2 separate regions of the Sus scrofa genome follow, and region 2 is linked to region 1. Evidence: chromatin contacts called from public Hi-C data. All regions are on one chromosome and are shown on one strand. Each heading gives the region's core, a stretch centred on a gene start, on an enhancer-like site or on the middle of the called end of the contact. The rest is flanking DNA. Distances are from core to core; before and after follow the strand shown. Region 1 has its middle 180 kb from the start of RASA1. Region 2 overlaps CCNH (cyclin H).

Region 1 (4,906 bases), core at 2,275-4,774:
GAGTCATTTTTAAAAAGATCTTCCCTACTTCAAAGTTATAAAGGAATATGCCTATATTTTTCCCAGAACATTTATGCTTTTACTACTTTTTAAAAAATCAGATATTTTCCCACTCATTTTCCTTTCCCTCCTCCTCCTCTTCTCCTCTCTTTTTTCTTCTCCTTCTTCCTAAGAAAATACAGACTATCTCTATGATCTTGAGGTCAGGAAGTCTTCCTCAACAAAACCCCAAAGGCAAAGGTCATGAAGGAAAAGAATGACAATTTGATTTAATCAAAAAACAAGTGCATATCAGAAGAAAGTACATATTAAATTAAAAGATAAGGAGTTCCCCATTGTGGCTCAGCAGTTAATGAACCCACCTAGTATCCATGAGGATGTGGGTTCAATACCTGGCCTTGCTCAGTGGGTTAAGGATCCTGCGTTGTCGTGAGCTGTGGTGTAGGTCGCAGACAGAGCTAGGATCCCACATTGCTGTGACTGTGGTGTAGTTCAGCAGCTCTAATTCGACCCCTAGCCTAGGAAACTCCATGTGCTTCAGGTGGTGCTGGCCAAAAAAAAAAAAAAAAAATTAATTAAAAGATAAACCATTAAATAGAAGAAAATTGTTGTCTCACAGAAAGCAAATAATAGGTTGTTTTCTAGGAAAAGAAACCCTAAAATAATCAACATGAAAAAGACAAACAACCTGATGGAAACAAGTGGGTAAAATATTCAAACAGGCAATTTCACAGAAGAGGAAATCCAGATGGTCACTGAACACATAAGATATTTAAGCTGCAATAATTAGGGAAATGTAAGCCTGAAACAACAAAATGTCAGGTTTCTATTCATTAGATTTGCAACAGTCAGAAAGTTTGAAAGTATCAAGTGTTGGGGAATCAGATTCCTCATAGGTGGCTAATAATGGGAATATGAATTAAAATTTCTTTACCAGACTTTAGTAGCATTTAAACATGTGCTGTATTTGAAATTTATGTTGGTGGGTAGTGTGAAGTACAGATTTGACTTAAAATTTTTTTTTCTAAAGTTTTCCTAGCTTCCTTCACACCATTTGTTTAAATAGTCCCTCTTTTTGTCCTGACTTGAGATGCCATCTCTGCCATAAACTAAATTCATGTGTGCATTTGGGTCAGTTTCTGAATTTACTAATTTGTTCATTGATTTATCAATTCACATGTTACTGCCACATTAAGTTTAATAAAACCTTAAGATATGATTTACAATATTGTAGGGATTACTATTTTTTGTCTGATTTTTTTACTCTGGTTGGCTACATTTTTTCTGGTGAGATTTTGATTTTGCTTTTGATTTTTTTTTTCTCTTACGCTGCATTTGTGCTGATTTTGTATTTACCTCTTTTCTTTTGGTTAATATTAAATGGGTTGAATTTTCCTAGACAAGTTATTGTCTGCAAGTTCCATTCTGGTTATCCAGGAGGCATGGTCACCACTTAGAGTATTTTTTCCTTCTGTGCTGCTACAGAAGCAGACTGTTTCTTGCAAATATGGCTAATCAGCGTGACTGTTCTTCAGAATCTCTTATCTTCTTCTTTCTAATCAAACTGCTACCTGCATTGCTCAATGCAGTTCCTGTGCCCTTGTTGCAAACAAGGACTGCAGGTTTTAGATTTCAGAATGGTTTTTTTAGAAGGTTGTATATTTTTTTTTTTTTAGAAATTTTTAGAAAGTTGTATTTTTGCTAATGCTCTTTGAGACTGTCTGCAATACCAGGCATGCCCCACTTTTCTGTAATTCCACTCACCTTGAACTTCCATGCAGCTTCTGACCACAGTTAGATTCAGGTTATACTTCCTAGTTTATTTTAGAAGATTTTAATTTTTTTTTTATTCTTGTTGGTTTTTATACTTCTTGGAAGAGCAGGGTGAGGGAGGATTCCTGACTTTGGCAGTCAAGTTACCACAAGTAGGGCTGGTGTTGCCTTTTTCACATACATGTGCCAGCTAACATAGATGCGTTTGCAATTCTAACCAGAATGCTATGGTGCATAGTAAGCCACTTTGGACTGTGCCCATGCCTGAAAAGTGTTTCTGGAAACCCCACCATCAACTTCTCCCTTTTCACTTAATTGACTCAGATCTCATCCTTGGAGATCCATCTGAAGTACCACCTCTTTGCAGAAGTTTTTCCTCATACCCTTGGTCCTCAAATACTTACTTCCTCTATACTTGTGTTTCATCCTGAGATTCTACCATAGCTCTTATTTCCTTAAATCATAGTTATCTGTTTACTTGTCTATAAACTCTACAAGGTATTTCACAAAGTATTTTCATGCAATGTTTCTTCAAGATGTACTCTGGAAATAGCGTAGTATGATCAGATAAATTGAGGAAATAATGCATATTATATTTTGGGTCTTAGAGAGTCACAATTTACATTTAAATATTAGAAGTTTCAAAAAGTCCTAAGGAAAAGACATAACTTGAAGTGACCCTAGAGAATTTGTTTATGAAACCCTCATTTATATGTGACATGTGTTAATATGTTCCAGGAGGCTACACAAGGGAGGCTTCCCTGAGGGTGTCTATAGCAGGATCTCCAGTTCTTAGCACAGTGCCTGGAACCTAGGAGCTACTTAATATGTGCCTGCTGAATGACTTTATCTATTGTGTATACATACTATCCAAGATGCTTAGTTGTTGAGAGAAATATTTTATGATATAGTTGAACACCCAAGTGATCAGAACTGCATAAATATAGGAGAATTCTGTAGGGCTGACCTCAAATAAATACATTTGACTGCAATGATTGATGCTATTTTTTTTTTTTTTTTGTCTTTTTAGAGCTGCACCCAGGCTAGGGGTTGAGTGGGAGCTGCAGCTGCTGGCCTATGCCTTGACCACAGGAACACGGGATCTGAGCCATGTCTGTGACCTACACCGCAACTCATGGCAATGCCAGATCCTTAACCTACTGAGTGAGGCCAGGAATCAAACCCATATCCTCAGGTTCTTAACTGACTGAGCCACAACAGGAACTCCTGATGGTATTTCTGAGGCATGGGGCATTGTCAATCAAAGAGTTTGTAGAGGAGGGTGAGCAGGTTGTTTAAGGGACTTTGAAAACTTTTCTATGGGGAACGGCGAGACAAAGATATGTTCAGTTTGGAGAAGAGAGAAAGAAAATTCCATCTTCAAATATCTGAACAATGACTAAGATAACTTTTCTCCGGCCCCAAATTTCACAGTAGAGTGAAGAAAACACACACTTATTACATCGTAATGAAGCAAGGCCTGGTGGCGTCCTCTGGGATAGAGAAAAGGGAGTGGCTGCTCTGCTTGAAGTGGGGGTGAGAGGTAGTTAGGGGGCTTCCTCAAGGAGCCAGCATCTGTGCATACTTTCAAGGCTGAACATAGGAGAGGGCTTCCAGCCATGACACAGCCCACCTTTGTAGAAAGTCCCGAGTGGAAATCCAGAGTATTTCTCTTTAAAGGCACACTGTCATGTTTGCACGAGAGAGTTGTTTGTGTTACTTGACCTACCCTGATCATTTCTGTCTTGAAGCAAGATGTATCAGGCAATGGCTCAGAGGTTTGGAATGTTTTTCAAACTGCTGACTTAAAAGTGAACCACTGGGCAGTATTTTTCTTTTTCAGGTTTAGTAACAATTCAGCTGAATCTATTTAGGAGTATATCCTTAGTGATTTTTTTTTTTTTTAAGGAAAGTGAGAAATTCTGTGGGATTCAAAAGAATGTTAATATTAGATATCTCAGCACATGACTGAAACACTTAGAGCTTGCACTGCAACATCTTGATTTTATTAGTGGATCATTTTGTGAAATTAGTGAATTCGAAATTTTTCTTTCTACTCATTGCTGATTACCGGAGTTGCTTGGCTATTCTTTTTTTTTTTTTTTTTTTTTTTGGCTTTCCAGGTCAGTACCTGTGTCAAGTTCCCAGGCTAAGGGTTGAATCAGAGCTGCAGCTGCTGGCCTACAACATAGCCACAGCAATACAGAATCCAAACTGCATCTGCAACCTATACCACAGCTCACAGCAATGCTAGATCCTTAACCCACGGAGCAAGGCCAGGGATCGAACCAGCAACCTCATGGTTCCTAGTCGAATTCGCTTCCACTACTCCATGATGGGAACTCCCAGAAGACTGCTTTTGATATTAGGGGTAAAGCTGTTAATAAGGGTTACGTACCATTTAAACTTGTACATTTAAAAAATTTTATGTAGAGAAAACAGTTCTAATAATTCTTTAATTTCTACTTATGTAGATGAGAAAAAGTTTAACGGATTTTTTTTAATTTTCTTTGGTGTTGCCTATAACTTCTACAATCTCATCATTAAACTTGATGACAAGTCTTTTTTATATGTGTTAGGAATTAATTTCTCTACACTTCTCAGATACTCAATTTCTGACATTTTGGACAATTATTTTCTGCCTTTCACCCTTTGTCTTTAGAAACAACAGAATGGAAATAACATCTATAGAGTATTACTGTGCTGTAGTCACATATGTCTTTTTCTCTCCATGTTGATAATTGACCAATGACGAGGAAATAATTACCAGCCATTCTTTTGTCTGACAAGGGGTTAGTACAGAATCAGATGAGGGTTTTCTTTCTTTTTTTTTTTTTTTTTTTTTTTGGTGCCCAATGTGGGGTCAGAAGAGGGTTTTAAATGGTGTAAAAAAAATCTTGGATCACCCAGGTCCTGGTCATCTCAAGACTATAGAATCTAATATAAATTAGTTAACTAATGAAAATAAATCTGGGTTTACTCTAATATTGACTTGGGACCTAGGTCCCACCTACCTCCCAGGTAGGGCACCAGGCAGGTGCTGATGGGCTTCCCCAGCTCCAGGTGAGTCAAGCCCTGCCCTGGGGAAGGAAGGCTACCCAGCCACCTAGCTGATGGCCACTGGACACTGGGC
Region 2 (4,832 bases), core at 139-2,638, 300 kb before region 1:
GCAGCTACTACCAGCATCCAGTGCACGGAGGTGATAGGACCCAATAAACATTTTATAATTCATAATACAGCCCCTTGGTAGACTGAGAAATGGCTCCCCAAAGATTATCAGTGGAAGCCCAGCATTACCTTACATGGCCAAAAAGACACCCCCAAAAAAGTCTTTGCAGGTGTGACAAAGTTAAAGACATTATTTTGGACTATTCAGATTGAGCCTAAATATAATCACAAGAGTCCTTAGTAGAGGAAGGCAGAGAGAAGTTTGACACACTGAAGGTGATTTTGAAGACACAGCAGAGATTTGAAGATATGTCTTAAAAATTGGAGCAGTACGGCCATAAGCTAAGGGATGTTGGCAGTCATCAGAAGCTGGAACAGAAGCCTCTAGAGTGTAGCCCTTCCCATATTTTGTTTTTGGTCTAGTGAAACTGATTGCAGACTCTGAGGCTTTAGAACTGTGGAACAGGAGTTCTCTTGTGGCACAACAGGTTAAGAATCCAGCATTCTCACCCTAGCAGCTCATGTGGCTGCTGTGGCACAGGTTTAATCCCTGGCCTGGGAACTTGTGCATGCCTCAGTTGCTGCAAAAAAAAAAAAAACAAAACAAAAAAACAAAACAAACAAAAACCTGTGAAACAGTCCACTTTTGTTGTCTTAATAGGTCCTGAGTTTGTGGTAATTTTTAATAGCAATCTCAGGAAATTAACATAAACCCTCACAACAAAGAATTTTCTAGCCCAGGCTGTCAGTAGTGCTTATGCTAAGAAACACTGTCTTAAGGTTTTGTTTTTTTTTTCCTTCTTTTCACTTTTTTAAAGTATGCTTGCTTTACAGTGTTGTGTTAGTTTCATATGTGCAGCAAAGTGATTCAGATGTGTGTGTGTATGTGTGTGCTTCAGATTCTTTTCCCTTGTAGGTTATTACAGGATATTGAATATAGTTCCCCAAGCTATATGGCAACCTTGTTCTTAAGGATTGAGTTAGAACCTCCCCTTAACTGATTGGCTGGATTAGCCATTCCTCTCCATGTTCATTCTTGCTCTTGTGACACTGCATGCTCATGGCTACTATGCACATCTTCAGGGTTAAAAGTCAGTTATGTTTGTTTCCAAAATGTTTTGTGCCAGTTGTCCTTATGAATAAATTTCTGGTTTAAATATTGAGTAAGCCAATAAAATATGACATTGAAGATCTTGATCTTGGATGACATTAGTTAATCAGTGTTTTTATGTTTTATGTTTCAAAAGTTAAAATGCCTCAGGGCATGTAAATATCATTTCTTGATTCTTTGTTGGAAATGATCTCGAGGTCTTCCCTCTTTAAGTGAGAGTGATGAATTTATCAGTCAGAAAACTGTAGGTTTTCAGTTATACCACTAGAGGGTTCACTTCCAAAACTAATTGTGATTTGGCCATAGATATTAGGATCCAGGAATTTAGTAAGTACAAGAGGTCTTAAAGGTAACCCACTGTGCTGATTTTATAGCTGACACTTACCTTCATTTTACTCCATTTGTTTAAATGTAAAATAAGAATAGCTCTTGCTGAAACTCAGAGCTGGAATGGTATTATCTTATTCATAATTTTTCACACACAAGATACTGTCCCAAGGGTTTTGATGCAAACACTGCTTTATTTGCTTTATGAAATAAGTCACTCATTTGGAGCACATGGCTGGCTAATTAGCCCTGTTTCTCTCATCATTCCTTATAAAAATCATGAGATTTATATTCTTTGTTTTGTGGTAGTTGAATAATATAAAGGGCCCAGGTGGAGAATCCTTGTGTGCTTAGTCACTGTAGTAGTTTGCTTTTAGCATAAGGAGGGTATTTTTGTTTTCTTGGTGATGCTTCATTGTATAGGTTCCGCATTGTGTTAAAGCAAAGCATCATTGACGGGTATTTATAAGCATTTTTCCTTCATTGCATATTACATAATAATGTTTTCCTTGTACATGAGGCCCTCCATCTGTAGGACAGAATGTTATGAATATAGTTGGTGGTAGAGAACAAAGATTGTTTACTAAATCATATAGGGATTTTTTAAAAGCCTTAAAACTGAGTAAAGTGACCATGGTAGGATTTGGAAAAAATACTGACTAGCAAAGCCTGCTTATCGTTATGCTGTACACGACGCGGGCTAAGCAGCAGAAGCTATAGTAACTTGAGTATGGTGTTCATTGAATTCTAATGTGAAATAATAATCCTGATAATAATAACCACATTTCAGGAGTGTTCTTTGTTGTTCCCAAAACTAGATGGGAAAATATTATTCATCCCCTTTATGAGAACCATACTTTTCATTATCTGATGTGGATCCTTTCTTTTATATACATATAGGCATGAGAAACTTGGTAAAAAAATATGAACCACCCAGATCTGAAGAAGTTGCTGTTCTGAAACAGAAGTTGGAGAGATGTCACTCTCCTGAGCTTGCACTTAACGTAATTACGTAAGTAGATGGGACACTGTTATCCTAGAACAGATATAACTATTATTGTGTTTAGCTTAAAATGTCATTTAATTGGTGAATGCTCATATGGGTAAAACTGACTTACCTATTAAATCAGATTTTTTTTCAACAGGATTAAACACGAGATAATAAAAGAATTTGGCTTTTTATAGTCAATTCTGCTCCTGCTGTGATTAACGTGTTCTTTGGCTTGTGGGATCCCATGAGGCAGAGTCTTCCTAGGGAATTCATGAACCTCTTCTTGTCCTTTTAATCTCTAGGTTTTTTGTAGGTCTGGTTATCTCCTCTGGAGAACAAGTACACTGTTCCAGATTTATTTCTATTAGCTAGGGTATGGAAATTTGGCATATTTTCTCTCAGTGGTAAACTTTATATTGAAGACAGAATCAATAGGAAAATGTGCTGTTAGATTTCTTGTTGCATCCATAAGGAACACTGTAATACGTCTTATTGACTTGTTGCTGAATGTGGAATTCACTATATTTGAGCTCTTTATCACCTGCAGCTTGAAGATCTGCTTACACCTTTCAGGTGTTTAAACAGTTGGGGATCTGGGTAGGTAATAAGAATGGTAAAATTATTATTTTATATTTTCTGTGGAACACATTCTGTAAAACTTAGTGGGAGGTAGGTCTGTCATCTTACAGTTGAGATGCATTTGAGATGTTTCTGATTCCATAATTGATGACTATATTGTTATTGGATAATATATGAGACATCAGACCAGAATTCTAAGGCCTTCAGATCAGGTACTTGTAACTCAAATTCTTCTAACTATAAAGCTATAGTAGGAGAATATCCCAGGACTTATGATGTGTGTAAAATATGGGACTATTTTATATTTGTAGCTGTAACTGCAAAACATGGCTTAGAATAGAACCTAAAATTGGTAAATTTCACTCCTGGGTTTCAGTGTTACAGCAAAAGTAAAGAAAAATGTTGACTTTAATGAATGAAAGTATTGCAGTACTGATTTATAATCTTTTCACATTGATTTTGAAATGGGCTTATTAGACCAGGTGTTGGCACACTGTGGCCCAAGGGCCAAATCTGGGCCACAACCTGTTTTTAGAAATAGTTTTATTGGAACATAGATCCATCTAGCATACTGTGTATTGCTGTTTTCAGACTATAGCAGAAGAATTGTGTAGTTGTGACAGAAACTACATGCCCGTACAAGAATTAAAATACTCACTATATGGCCTTTTGAAGAAAAATTTGTCCACCTCTGAATTAGACCACTCAACTATTGATCTTACTCTTCTAGCTAGGTGACTGAATGGACCATAATCCAAAGTTCCTAATTGGCCAGAGTTTACATCTTTCTTTCAAGTGTACTGTGTTAAGCAAACCCTGCATATCTATGAGTACTTAAAGGGCGATTCTCAAACTGTAAAGGACTGTTAATTTTCTTTTTAACCCATTACAGACCTACACTTACATAAAATATTAACAAATAATTACTCGAAAAAAGAAAATGACAAAAAAATAAGCTTAAATTTTATTAGATTCAATAAGCTTAATTTTATTAGATTCAGTAGTCATAAATAAATCTATCAAATTCCTATAAAAATTTCTAAACACACACTCAATTTCTATACTTATCTCATTGCACGCTGGAAATGGTCCATAAATCACACTTACAAGCACTACTTTAGGATAAAATATTTTTTCTTGGTCTTTAAAATTCTTTTATCTTTTTTAATACACAAGTAATATAGTGTCATTATTAAAGCCAATTTAATACAGGTAAACCAGAGTTCTCTTTAACCAAAACCCAAATCCCAGTTTCATCCCGAGAGGTAACTTATAGTTGTTATCTTTGCCAAGCTTTTCACTATTATGTATTTAGAAAAGGGTTTTTTCCCTTTTCATTGTTTTCATACACATTGTACAACATTTAATAGTATCAGTATTTAACTTCTGCCAGTCTGGGTGAAGAAATAATCATCACATCGGTATTTTAATTTGCATTTCTCTTATTATTCTGATACTGATATTTCCATGTCAAATAATCCTGTTTCTTCTGTATTGCATAATTATAACCTCTGCCCAACTTTCTTGTCTTGTTTTCTTATGGTTCTTTTTATATACTCCTCTTTTTATATTTATCATAGACCTACTTTCTTTTGTTGCTTCTTTTACTTTGTGACATAGGCAGCTTGTCTTTTGCTTTATGCTCGTACACCTGAACACCTTGTCTTACTCTGTATTTTGCCTTTTGTTTAGCTGTTAAAACTATTTAGAATTGTATGTGATTGGTTTGAGGTAGAAATCTCACTAATTTTTGTTCAAAGTAAACTTGTATCAGCCATTTAAAAATATTTCATGATTTTCTCTAGTTATTTAAAATAGTCATTTA

The links. A called contact is a pair of places that touch in the nucleus more often than the background predicts.
Region 2: a Hi-C map of embryonic fibroblasts shows a contact between it and region 1, with 2.8 times the contacts expected there. The contact joins two enhancer-like sites. A contact is called at or near these places in 4 of 47 Hi-C or Micro-C datasets (embryonic fibroblasts, fetal heart ventricle and heart right ventricle) and 1 of 2 datasets of contacts at active chromatin or transcription factors (alveolar macrophages).

What each region holds. Positions count from the first base shown.
Region 1 is chr2:94,701,444-94,706,349 of Sscrofa11.1, reverse strand. No RefSeq gene overlaps it. Among named protein-coding and RNA genes, the nearest start is that of RASA1, 180 kb to the left of the region's middle. Within about 2 kb of position 3,524, at least 6 of the 83 cell types and tissues checked have an H3K27ac peak or open chromatin away from gene starts, as enhancers often do. A contact at or near this core is called in embryonic fibroblasts, where this site is marked.
Region 2 is chr2:94,994,382-94,999,213 of Sscrofa11.1, reverse strand. It overlaps CCNH (cyclin H), which reads left to right. Exons shown (of 9, transcript NM_001166313.1): 7 at 2,338-2,449. Among named protein-coding and RNA genes, the nearest start is that of CCNH, 22 kb to the left of the region's middle. Within about 2 kb of position 1,388, at least 2 of the 83 cell types and tissues checked have an H3K27ac peak or open chromatin away from gene starts, as enhancers often do. A contact at or near this core is called in embryonic fibroblasts, where this site is marked.